Linked DNA regions of Triticum aestivum: region 1 is linked to region 2. Evidence: chromatin contacts called from public Hi-C data. All regions are on one chromosome and are shown on one strand. Each heading gives the region's core, a stretch centred on a gene start, on an enhancer-like site or on the middle of the called end of the contact. The rest is flanking DNA. Distances are from core to core; before and after follow the strand shown.

Evidence for each region. Hi-C and Micro-C count contacts between places; a contact is called where the count stands out from the background.
Region 1: a Hi-C map of leaf shows a contact between it and region 2, with 2.5 times the contacts expected there. The contact joins the promoter of LOC123043494 here to the promoter of LOC123043491 in region 2. A contact is called at or near these places in 3 of 5 Hi-C or Micro-C datasets (all in leaf).

Annotation. Positions count from the first base shown.
Region 1 is chr2B:63,166,108-63,172,409 of IWGSC CS RefSeq v2.1, forward strand. LOC123043494 (probable serine/threonine-protein kinase PBL7) reads right to left here and starts at 2,606. Exons shown (of 5, transcript XM_044465957.1): 1 at 2,335-2,606; 2 at 1,654-1,898; 3 at 1,105-1,294; 4 at 616-1,007; 5 at 1-45. The coding sequence starts at 2,422.
Region 2 is chr2B:63,016,911-63,023,434 of IWGSC CS RefSeq v2.1, forward strand. It overlaps LOC123043491 (putative expansin-B14), which reads left to right and starts at 4,087. Exons shown (of 3, transcript XM_044465955.1): 1 at 4,087-4,219; 2 at 4,406-4,712; 3 at 4,812-5,133. The coding sequence starts at 4,087. The coding sequence ends at 5,133. LOC123043490 (protein NETWORKED 2D) reads left to right here. Exons shown (of 3, transcript XM_044465954.1): 2 at 1-1,846; 3 at 1,956-2,255. The coding sequence ends at 1,845.

The DNA of each region.
Region 1 (6,302 bases), core at 1,356-3,855, 150 kb after region 2:
CGCCATCTGGGGGAACTTCCTCCTGTCCTTGAACAAGGGCCGGGCCTGAAATTGTGCACCAACAAACGTTACATCAACAGGGATTGCAAAATGCTACACGACATCTTGAGCAAAGGCTTTGGCATGTCATGACCCTATTCGTTCGATCCTATTCAACGGACTGCAATAATGTCTTTTGGGAAGGCAAACCTAGGCCAATCCAATAATGCCAAAAAAATGTAGTATGGAACTATTTCATTCTAGTACAGTAGCTTTTTAGTAACCCTACAACTGAAAAACATTGCAAGGACGATGTTTTTTCAGCTGAAGGAAAGGACAATATGTCCTTCAAGCAAAATTAGTGTAAATTCCAAAAGTGGAAAGAAATGCAGAGATGAACTGAAATACAGGTGATACATAAGGTTGATGCGCTAACACTCAGCTTTCGCAACTTCCGAGCTAAGAGGCTGATATCCGGTGGATTTTCCAGAATACATTAACAATCAATACTCACAAGAGGTAGCAGGTTTCACAATGCGATGTTCTCTACAGTTAAACTCCAGTAGTCTATAACGGAATGAAAAAGAATAACAAGAAAAAGAAAAGAACGTAACAAAAAACAAATCGGCAGCTTACCCATGCAACAAGATTTTGCTCCCCTGCAGCTCGGGTGTTGTCGATAGCCCTTCGTCCTGTGATGATCTCCAATAGAACAACACCATAGCTGTAAACATCTGACTTCAGAGTCAGCTGACCAGTCATAGCATACTCAGGGGCACAATACCCGTATGTACCCATCACTCTGGTGGAAACGTGCGTCTTATCGCCAACTGGGCCAAGCTTTGCCAATCCAAAGTCAGACAGCTTTGGGTGGTATCCCTCTCCGAGCAAGATGTTTGAACATTTCAAGTCCCGGTATATGACAGGAGGATTTGTTTTGTCATGCAAATGCTCCAGCCCTTTAGCTGCACCGGCAGCTATCTTCATCCTTGTATTCCAGTCAAGGCGGGGTTTATCTGGGGAAGGATCTGAATAAAATAGGATCCACTTGTGAGCACAGAAACTTAAATTATCAAATAGAAGCTGTAACAAAGCAGAAACACATTCTTTTTTTCAGCAGCATACCGTGAAGGTGGTCTTCCAAAGAACCCAGCGGCATATACTCGTAAACCAAAAGCCTCTGGTCGCCATCGGCGCAATAGCCAATAAGGTTGACTAGGTGTGGGTGGTGCAGCAAGCTCAGCATGAGGACCTCAACAAGAAACTCCCTGTTGCCTTGCAGTCCATTTCGATCGAGCTGCTTTATGGCGACAACCTGTGACGGCAACAAAATACATTTCACCATGTCAACTAGCTTCAGGAAATAGTTTGACAAATTCGTATGCATAACTTTTAAAATTTACCACATGTTAATGTTATCGCTCAATAGCTGTGAATGTAAATCAACCGAGGATTAACAACAACAATCCTTGGAACCTGGATAACCCCCATTTTCTATTACTTCGACAGCGAAACCCGCAGCCTAAACCCGGTCTCGGGTTCAGGCTGTGTGACACGTTCACTAGGAGACAATTTACAAGTGCTCCACACAATCCTCCAAGTGGAAGCTTCTAAATAAACAAAATGGTGCTAATGAACTGGGAGGGCAGAATAAATTAGCAAGAACCTCCTCACCTGGTTGATGCTCTCCAGGTACCCCTTGTAGACCCGGCCGAAGCCGCCCTCCCCCAGAAGGCAGTCGGCCCTGAAGCCGTTGGTCGCCGCGGCGAGCTCCCTGAAGGTGAAGGTCTGCGCGGCAATGTGGCGGTGCTCGGATCCGTTGCTGAGGACAAAATCCTTCTTGGCCTCCGACAGCGAGTCCTGCCGCGCCGCCGCCGCCGCGGTCGTCGACGAGGAGGAGCACCCCGGCTTCTCTTTATCTGGAAAAAAACGGAACGCGTGCGTCAGAATCATGAGGCGAATAAAGAAGACGGGGTATTTAGGGAAAGGAGTGCACGCGTTGTCTGGCGACGAAAGTGGCGAGCACGCGTCATCCCCGGCCGGAATCCCGGCACCGAGCTGCCATGTTTCGGGGGGAGGCGGATTCGGCGGGATACCATGATTTTGGGCAGAGTTTGCAACGATTTTCTGGAGGGGCCAACTTTTTTTCCTTTTTCTTTAGAAGAAACAGGGGAGGGGGGAACTGGACTGACGGGAACCAGGAACGGCGGCGGGGGAGCCGGAGCCACGAATCAGTTCGCGGAATCGGCGAACCACTCCGTGAATCTGGCGGAGATGAACAAATCCGCGACGGCCGGGGAGGACGGGGCGAGGAAGAAGACGGCAAGAAAGAAGGCAGTGGCGTGGGCGGATCACCTGCGGCGGGAGGGATCTGGGGCTTCTCCGGCGGCGGCGGCGGCTTGCGCTTCCTCTTGGCGCCCAGGCAGGGGAAGCAGCAGTCCATGGCGGCTCCCAAGACCTCTTCTTGGGTGGGGATGGGGGGGAGAGAGGTGGGAGGTTTGAGTGTGCTCCGCGTCCGTCCGCGTTGCGCGTGCGCGTGGGGAAGAAGGAAGGCGAGGCGAGGCGAGGCGAGGGGAAGGGGGAGCGAAAACGAGGACGAAATGATTTTTGAGTTAATATTGGGGGGCGGCCCTTCTCCGCTTTGGCTTGGCTTCTAGAAGAACGCAACGCAACGCAACGCAGCGCACAAGAGGGGAAGGGAGGACGGCTACTCTACGCGGCGCAAGTGTCAAACGGAAAGCAAAAGTCACGCACGCACACTAGCTAGTGGCCGCACCGCATTCCATGCCGGGTAAACAGTAACTTGTTCGGTGCTGCGTGGACTGGAAGGCTCGTGGCTACACCGAGCTTAAGCTTAGGGCAGCTCCACCGCGGATCATCTAACGGATGGCATCGAACGCTCGCGGACACGTCCGGAAGCGTTTGCGGACGGTTGGAGGGATGCCGGTCATCCGGCCGTAGGCATCAAACGTTTCACCCACTTCAAACGGAATGTTCAGGAGCACGGATGAAATCGAACCGAAACGGATGAAATTAAAACAAAGTTTGATCATACAGGACGGGCGCAACCTCTAGCACATAACGACGATCCTCCCTCCTCCTCGATAAAGATGGTGGCCTACTCCTCCCCCACTTGCTCCTCGTCCAACATCCGCTCCTCCGAAAGCGGCACCTGGTTTGGCCACGGGGGAACCAGGATGGCGGCTGGGGAGCGATGTCACGTGCTAACTGGATCCGGAGCTACCCGTGGATACGGATCAGCACGCCCGCAACCACTTCTCAATGTCAGACTTCTTGCACGTCATGGTGGCCGGAAGGTTTGGTGGTGTGTGGCGTGCGGTGGATGTGTGTGTGAGAGGATGAGGATTGTGCGGGTAGGGGTTTATGGACGAGGAGCCTGGCCAACCTTAAAGTTGGAGTAGACTCCTTGGTGGCCTCGCCACCGTGAATGTGGGTAAACGGGAGGCCGGTCAGGAAGAGAGAATGCGGTCAAACCATACCAAAAGCAGTGGGGGATTGGTTTTGTGTGGGTTCATGTTGTCGGAGTCCGATGTGGAGGACGTCTGGACTCCCCCAAACGTACCCCCGGTTTGGTGCCAGTTTGCAGAATTTCTAATGTTCAAGCCTATCTGAAAAAGATCATGTGACCCCGTTGAACACTAGCGGTTGATTTTGGTGATTTGTGTTGAAGTTCCCTTAGAGCAACTCTATCAGAAAGGTCTCAAACTCCATAATAATCGCCAATATGGAGGTGTAAGCTTAAAAATCACTCTAACAGAATCGCCATTCACCCGTCAGTTGCCATGAATTATGGAGATCCTTCCATATGTGCCCTCCAACCTCTCCATTTTATGGGGTTATGGAGTACTCATTTGGAGCTCATTCCGCTCCAAACCCAACTGCCAGTGTGGGAAGGAAGTGTCGTCTTTTCCCTCCTTGCGCCACATACGAGATACGAAGCAGCGTGTCCTCTTAAGCACCACCTGCGAGGCAACGACCCGGTCTTTATGGTGTTGCCACTCCATCAGATTCTCGTGGCTGCCCATTGAGATAGTTGCCACCGAATGCCACGTGACAACATGTCCTGGCTTGTGTGCGAGCTGACCTGGAGGATTTGCCTGAAAAGGCCGGGAGGAGGCGACTTTGCTAGAGTTGCTCTTATAGTAGACATACTACCCCAAAATTACTCTACATACGACTGGTAAAAATCATGAAGGCTACTTCGGGCATGAGCAAAATCAGAGTTATATAGATGTTATGCATAAGTCATCTACAATGTGAGACCCACTTGTCATCGAGGGATTGTTTCCCTTTCTTGTAGCGTCGGTCTGGAGCTAGGCGATGCATAGATTCCAACAATGTGATATCGATTTCGATGAAGGGCCGCATCATGGCTACCAATAAACGAATAGAGTCGTCAGGCATTGACATGAGGAGGATCTCAGGAGCGTGGCAACACCCTCTTTTTGTCGGAGCTTCATCGCTTCATTCTCGCCTCAACATGAGGAGTCGGTCGCGTCGTCACCCTATAATCATCGAAGCTTCGTAGCTCATCCTCTTTCCAGGTTGGTGTCACCTCCCTCTAGTCATCCTCCTTCTAGGTTGGTGCCACCTTGCTCCGGTCATCATCCTTCAAGATCGATGCCACCTCGCTATTGTCCTCCTCCTAGGCTATGGAGTGTTGGGCAGTAGGAGAAGTGGTGTGGGCAATCACAGTGACTGAGGCGGGGGGGGGGGGATCGGAGGAGAGGAGAAGGAGCTCAATTTTGATGGCTATGGCGTTAGCCAGCTAGTGTGGTACAAAGCCAACTTAAAATTTCATTGGTGGCACCGTTTTTGGATGGACCGAGCTCTGAAAATTGTCTAGGATAATGCAATATGGAGGTTGGAGGCAAATATGGAGTGTGGCGAATCTGCTACTCTAGGAGTATATAACAATTCTGCTAGAGGTGTTCTACAGTGCACGCCTGGTTTTGGCGCGACTATCTCTCTTCATGATAGCGTGAAATGCAAACTCTCTTGCAATTTCAATGAAATTCAAGTGGGGACAATATACAAAGAGAAGAATGATGCAACACCCAAAGAAATACTTGCATAAAACCACAAAGTCTTTCTACAGCACCACTAGACTAGTAAGTACGTGTCATGCATGCATGTTGATATTAGGGATACATAAATTGCATGTTGATATTAAGTAGGATATCAATTGTACGTTTTAATTACATAGATAGTGTAGACCTTGATATTTGATATAATATTAATTGCATGCTAAACATATTGAAATCTCGCCATTGAAGCAATATACTCTTTGAATTGGCATGGTTTGATGGCCGAGATTTGTTGGATCTGCCCTTTTGATCTTTGTATATTGGTATAAATATAGATATAGATAATTGCATGTGCATTGCAATGGGGTAATACAAATTCTTTAGTAGGTTGAATGCGATTTACCTGCCCATATTAATGTAATTATAGAAATAGATGATTTTATCTCATAATAACTTATTGGCTTATCAAAGGGAAAAACATTCTTTTGTAAGTCAATAAGATGTGTGGTAGTTGGGGCTATTTTCACGAAAACCGATGAAAGAAAACCAAACAAAAAGAAGGAGGAAGAAGGCACGTAAGTTCAAATGAAGTATAAGAGGATGACAAAACTTTACATCTTTTTTAAATATGAGATAATTTCTATGGTCAAATCACCTTTATACCAATTGTTATCATGCAGTTTTTAATACTATAAAATTTCATGAAAGTTTTCCAATAAAAGAGGTATAAGCATTTTTCTTGTTACTCAGTTTTTATCATGTGTCTTTCCTCGTAGCTTTAAAATGCTTATGAAACCCGTGGAAAATACTAACATGTCAGAGCAAGAAACTGAAAAGCCAGAGGCTTTTAGCCTAATGTAATGAATATTTTCCAACAGTTTCATGAGATTTCCAATAGACTTTCTTTCCCCTCTCGTGGAAACACAGTCTAGCAGATTCATCTTTATTCCTCCCCTTGATCTTTGTCGGCGAGTTCATGGATTTGCTCCACTCCGTCAGCTGCTCAGAGTACCAGAGACAGGGAGAGGAATTCTGGTGCCTCGGATCCGGCTAGTATATAAGTTAGGATTTCCAGTCCTCGTAGGGATGGCGCTCGGATGGATGCCTACGCTTCTTTTTTTAGTCTGTCTTTTGGGCTCCAATCCTCTTCAAGTTCATCCACTGGGGCGGATTGGATGGAGCTTTGGCGTAGATTTCTGCCAGCTCTTTGGGACTGTGAGGTTAGGGTTTCTCGTCGTGCAGACGCGACGACATGATTTTGTTTTAGATTCTTTG
Region 2 (6,524 bases), core at 2,837-5,336:
GGTATGAACGTTGCTCAAGGGCAAACTGTGGAAGGTGAATATTCACCAACTGCAGCCAGTCAGAACCATCTCCTTCCCTCAGAAAGTCTCAATGCTTTGCATAATAAAAATGAATCTAATGAAGATGGGTTGTCAGTGGAAGTTGCTGAGAGTTCATTTGGTGGTGACAACAGAACCCAAGACTTGAAGATTGATGGTGTTGAAAATCCTGTTCCTGGGAACAGCTTGACCCAGGAGGAAGGATTTGGAGTAGGAGATGGCGAATCACCAAAAGCAATCACGGAGATTGGTTTAGCTGGATCTGCAAACTCTGGTAGTTTCGGTGAAGAAGGTACCGCAAGGAAAAATTCGTCCTCAGAAGGTGCTAATAGTTCCAGTGATGCAGGTAAGAACCTGGACCTTTGTCATGCGGATGAAGCAAAATCATCAGGTGAAGAGTTGCCAAAGCAAGGTGGCCAACTTGTTTCTCCTGTAACCATCCTAGGTTTGGACAAACACGGCGAAGTCGGATCATCTGATGAAGGTGTTCAAAAAAATTCACTTGGTCATGTGAATGCATATTCCTCGGAGGTGAGAGATGAAACCTCTCTCTCTGTACCAGCTAGAGATTCTGAGGAAACCGGAGGAGCGTATCCGGTAATATCAGAAGTACCAACAGATTCAGAAGATATGGTCAATCACACTTCTGATGGTCAGCTCGAAAACAAAGAACCAAATGTCAAAATGCTTGCAAGCAAAGAAAATATCTTGAACAACCATGGAAGCAGTAGCGGGCATGAAAAGTCCACTTCGATTTCACAAGAAGATGCACAGAGCGGGCTTGAGGGAAGAGACGCGATATTGCTCGCCGACTACACTGCAGTTCTCCGGAACTACAAAGAAACTAAGAGAAGGCTTGCTGAGTTGGAAAAGAAAAACCAGGAACACCTTGAAGATACAAAGGCAGTAATAAGGGAATTGAGGAATGCAAATTCAATGAAATATGTTGAGATCCAATCACTCAAAGGCCTACTGGACTCTTCAGAGATGCCACCCAGTACAACGAGTGCTGATAGGTCAGATCAGACTTTGGTTAGAGAACTTTCAATCGTGAAGGAAACTGATTCGAGCTACACTGATGCGCCGGAGAGTGCTTCAGCAGTTGAAATGAAGTTCAGAACTGAAATCGATGAGCTAGTCGACGAAAACCTGCGGTTCTTGACAAGGTACAGCATGGCTTGCCACCAGGTGCAGGACTTCAACAGCAGATATCAGGAGCTACTGAAGGAAACGGAGAGTTCTGAAAATAAGAAAAGGGGAGGAGAACCTGATGCCACGATGGCCGAGCCTGAACCTGCCGAGAAGAAATTGAGAGAGCTCAGGACTGAAGTGGATGTATGGTTTGAACAGAATGTACTTCTTGACCGAGACCTGCAGCTCAAAACCGCGTCTCTTTGCAGCCTGCAAGAGGAGATAGCCGAAGCCCTGCGGTCCAGCACGGAGACCGATGGCGCCAAGTTCACGCCGTACGAAGCGGCCAAGTTCCAAGGGGAGGTGCGGAACATGCAGCAATCCAACAAGAAGATCGAGAGCGAGCTGCAGGCGGCGCTGGAGGGCATGAGGGAGCTCGAAGGCGAGGTGAACGTCACCTTGCGGAAGCTGAGGGAGAGCTTCGAGCTCTCGTCGTCCAGGCGCTCCTCCTCCCGCCGGGGGGAGGCGGACAGCGGCTACCAAAACCAATTCAAGCATTTCCCGAGCAGACACAGGGTGCCGCTGCGCAACTTCCTGTTCGGTACGAAACCAAAGAAGAAGTCGCTGTTTGCCTGCATCAATCCTACATACCAGAGACAGTTCAGCGATTTTTGAGGTGCGTGCATCAATTTTTTCTCTTCGCATCATCTTACGCTTTTTACGCTTGTCGGCGCCGTAGCCTGTGTTTTATCCTGGTAGCTGACGTTTCTGTATTTTGCTTGCAGTGAATAGAATGCTGAAGTAAACCTGTAGCTGCGAAGATTTGGCTCGTTATTTCCAGGTGGTAGTGCTGATTTATTCTTTACAGAAACTCCGTTGTAGTCGAGTGGCCCTGCTATTTGGATGGGAACACAGAATTACCTTGCTTCTCTCTTTTCATAGACAGAAACATTACCATTATACTGTACCATTTGAGAAACAAAAGAACACATTATATACCATACCATAGCTGTCATTTCAACTTTCAAGAGCTGTGTTAGCTTTTGGTTTGTGAGAGTAATTACAAGAGTGCAGGTTTTGTTGAATGAATCTGCATCTGGAAGGAGCATTATCATGGTTTCTTGTTTTGCACTGTAATAAGGTTTGGTGCTTTTTCCATTCATTTCATTGGTTGTCCTGCCCTGTAGATTTATACTGGTTATTATATGTTCCGTTCATGGGCCTGCCTTTTCCTTTTGTGTTGTGAATGGGTGTTCTATATCAGATAAATTTACATTAGCTATTTCCCATTAAATTCCATACTGAGAACACCTGGTGATCTCAGTATGCTCACAGGCACATCGTACTTGTTTTTTTACAACTCTGATTTTGGCGTTGATTTTTCTTTTTAATTGAGGATCTAGGCGGTGATCCATCAGTATAGTTCATTTGGGCTGGTTACTGGGACTTTTTTTTGACATCAGGTTAGTGGGAGTTTCTAATACCATGTGCTGCATCCTTTCTGTGACTGCCAACCTGGCCCCGTGCGATTCTGTGTGACAAGGCATAAGCCAATCACACAGAGCTGCGTGCGAGTGGGCTGCCCCAATTAGCGCAGGTCCTTTCTGGTTTTAGGAAGGCGTATTTTTTTTAGGGTGGAAGGTTCGTATTTATATTTTTTTGTTGTTGCTTTTTTAATTTTTATATTTTTTTCCTGTCCGTTTTTATCTCTTCTTTAACTATTTATTTAAAAGAAGTTCACAAAATTCAAAATTCATATTATTCTAAAGGACTTTCATGTTTTATGTTCCAATTTTTTTAATGTTCAAAAATGTTTTAAAAATGTTCATGTTTTACAAGAAATATTATGTTTTAACATGCATAAATATTCAGATAAATTGAAAATAAATGTAAAACCTAACTGAAAACCAATTAAACGAAAAAACACACTCTATACCGAAAGAAATTCGCTCGCTACACTCTACCACTTGGCACTGGCACAGGCTCTGACGCACCAATCATCATTAGGCAGCGGCTCCTTGCGACTACGCATTGCACTACTGGCGGCCTGTACATTTTTTTTGAGTAATCTGGCGGCCTGTACATCAGTTGTAATAAGCCGCCGCAGCCCACTAGCCACGTCAGTTGGGCCCGACCCAACTATTGTGACATGTAGTACATGTTTTTGTTCTCTGCAGGAATGTTAATGATTTAGGGTCTTTTTGATTCAAATGATTCTTAAAGAAATCTTTGAGGATTTTTTCCTACAGAGGTTGTTTGATTCGTGTGATTAATACAATCTATATGATTTTTTTTCATTAAGATTCATTTGTGCTAGTTTTCATAGGAAATTTTCCATCGACTCCAAGGTTATGTGAAGAATTCAACGGTTTTCCTGCGCATAATCAAACATTCATACTAATCATGTAGTGTTGAAAACGAAATGCCAGCCCCTAGGTTGTGCTACATTAGCAGTTATATGAGCAGTTATTATGGAGTTCACTTGGCTTTGCTGAATCTACTATAGTTTCTCTTACGTGCTTCTAGCTGTCTGCATAATAAATTTATTAGGTTAGAAAAAAATACTACCAAAACTTATAAAAGGCAATTGTCTAGAAAAAAATACTACCAAAACTTATAAAAGGCAAAATTTGCATAAATTTCCACATATAAGATCTGACGGATACATCGTTGATTGAGCTACAATTGTTTCTCAGAAATACCAAACCCGATATCTATATAATCCCTGGAAAGATGCTTTGTTTTCAGGAAGTTGAAAATCTTTGAGGATACGCTAATTGAATAAAAAAGACTCTCCTCCAATCGGCATGTAATCAGCACGCGATCCCTCTGGCTGTCTGCTGCCTATAAGTACATGGCGAGAGACTCTCCTTCCTCTCACGTACCCGGAGCAATCGTATATTCTTCAGCGTGAGCATGGCTTCTTCTTCCTTCCTTGCTTTCGTGACTCTAGCCAGCAGCTGCCTCATCCTCCTTCCATGCATTGTCTCCGGCTGGTCTGACGGCGGCGCGACGTGGTACGGTCCCCGCCACGGCGCCGGCTCTGACGGTATGTAAATTATGGAGTACATTAGTATATAAGTCATACGCCTTGCACGGACATGCAGGCCTCCGTGATGAGAGTGCATACATGCATGCATGCTAGGACACGTACGTACAATATAGTGCATAGTAGTTGTTGTTTACGTGTATTTCGTTGTGATCGAGTACTGACGCGTGCATGGGCGTGCTGCAGGTGGTGCGTGCGGCTACCATGGCGACGTGGAGCAGCCGCCGTTCTCCGCCATGATCACGGCGGGTGGCTCCTCCATCTTCAATGGCGGCAAGGGCTGCGGCGCTTGCTATCAGGTTAGATGCACCGGCAATCCCGCCTGCTCTGGGTCCCCGGTGACCGTGGTCGTCACAGATCAGTGCCCCGGCGGGCCGTGCCAGGCCGAGGCTGCGCACTTTGACCTCAGCGGGAAGGCGTTCGGCGCCATGGCCAAGCGTGGCCAGGCCGACAACCTCCGCAACGCTGGCAGTATTAAAGTCCAGTACAACCGGTAAGCTCCCGCTAGACTACGCCCAGTGCTCCGCCTACGTGCACGTTCCTGTGATCCATGGATCGATTGTCATCTCATATATTTCTTCTTCGCTCGCAGGGTTCCGTGCAACTGGCATGGGCTGGACATCGCCTTCAAGGTGGACGGCGGCTCCAACCCCAACTACCTTGCGGTGCTGATCGAGGACGAGGCCGGCGACGGTGACCTGTCCGCGGTCGAGCTTCAGCAGCGCGGCGGCAGCTGGGTGCCGATGCAGGAGTCGTGGGGCGCGGTCTGGAAGTACAACGCCGGGTCCACCCTCCAGGCACCCATATCGATCCGCATCACCTCCGGCTCCGGCAAGAAGCTCGTCGCCAGGAATGTCATCCCCTCCGGCTGGCAGGCCGGCAAGACCTACCGATCCATCGTAAACTTCCAGTGATTGATCAATGGGGAGTACGTATCTTAATTAGTTGTGCAGCACGCGTGCGCTAGCTATATGTAGTAATAGAGCCCGTGCCTGGAATAATACTCGCTTTCATGCTTTGAAAAATTGCAAACATAATGTGGAAAAAAAATGCTTTCTTCGAATATTTTGGCAGCTGATTAAGGATACGATGGATATTGCTAAACGCTCAAGATTGATGCCAACCGATTGTTTGTCAATCTTGAGTATTAAGTTTATGTTGAAAATCATGACCCCTACAAAAAAAAAACTCACTCACATAATTTAGGATTTGAAGAATGGTCCAGATAATATACACTGAAAAATAAGGGACCTTCTATTTGTAAGTTGTGAATTTTTATTTAGGTGCAGTGCAACCCCACGTCTCGATGCATGCAGCTTAGGCAGCTTAGGTTATGTTACGGTTGTGTTCCAATTAAAATGGATCAATTCTATAAATTTTAGTGGTATCCATGAGTAATACAAGCTGCAAAATCTACCACTTTAACACTCTTTAAACAAAAATAAAGACAAACTGATTCAAAACAAAAAACAAAAACATAAGTTTTCCTAAGAAAGAAATTGCGGGCATTGGATTACCCTAAAAGAAGAAAGAAACTTGAAAAACTTCAAATAATTGATGATAAAAACTGCACACAAAATTCAGAGAAATTGCACCTTTCTCAATAGCAAAAGAAGCCTATATATAATTTTCACACATGTTGCATCAAACTTGAATTTATATGTCGATGTGTTTACATTAAGATTAATAATCTCCGCAGACACGCGAAGGCACAAAAACAAGTGCATGAGCACGCGCGCACGCACGCACGCACACACACACACAGATGCACACACCCGCGTCCCCGTGAACATATCCACACATCGAGAGACAACATGCACACACGCACATATCCTAGCGCCACACACACACGATTACACGCGCACACACACATAATGCACAGAGACAAACACTTACGCACACAACACACAGGCTCGCCGGCATGAACGGACCAAGGGGGAAAAAAGCAGACTAAATACAAGAAGAAGAAAAGGTGACTTACACAAAATAAAAATTGATGCAACTTACAAATAGCAAAAGTGAAAAAATAATATCAAATCTGTGGAGTACTTCCTTATATTTATTCAAGGATTTTGTTTTCTATATTTTTCATATGGTCCTACATTTATGAGTTTATGATTGCCCAAAGTTACTTCACTGATGTAGTGTTTCATAGGCATGGACCGACCTAAAATTTAGTATGTCTTGTTTCATAACCATATAATGGAAACTAGACGTGCCAAAAAGAAATCAGCATTGATCTATATTGCTGACATAGCATGTCATTAAATGAGGAAATAATGATACTAAATATTATACGTATCAT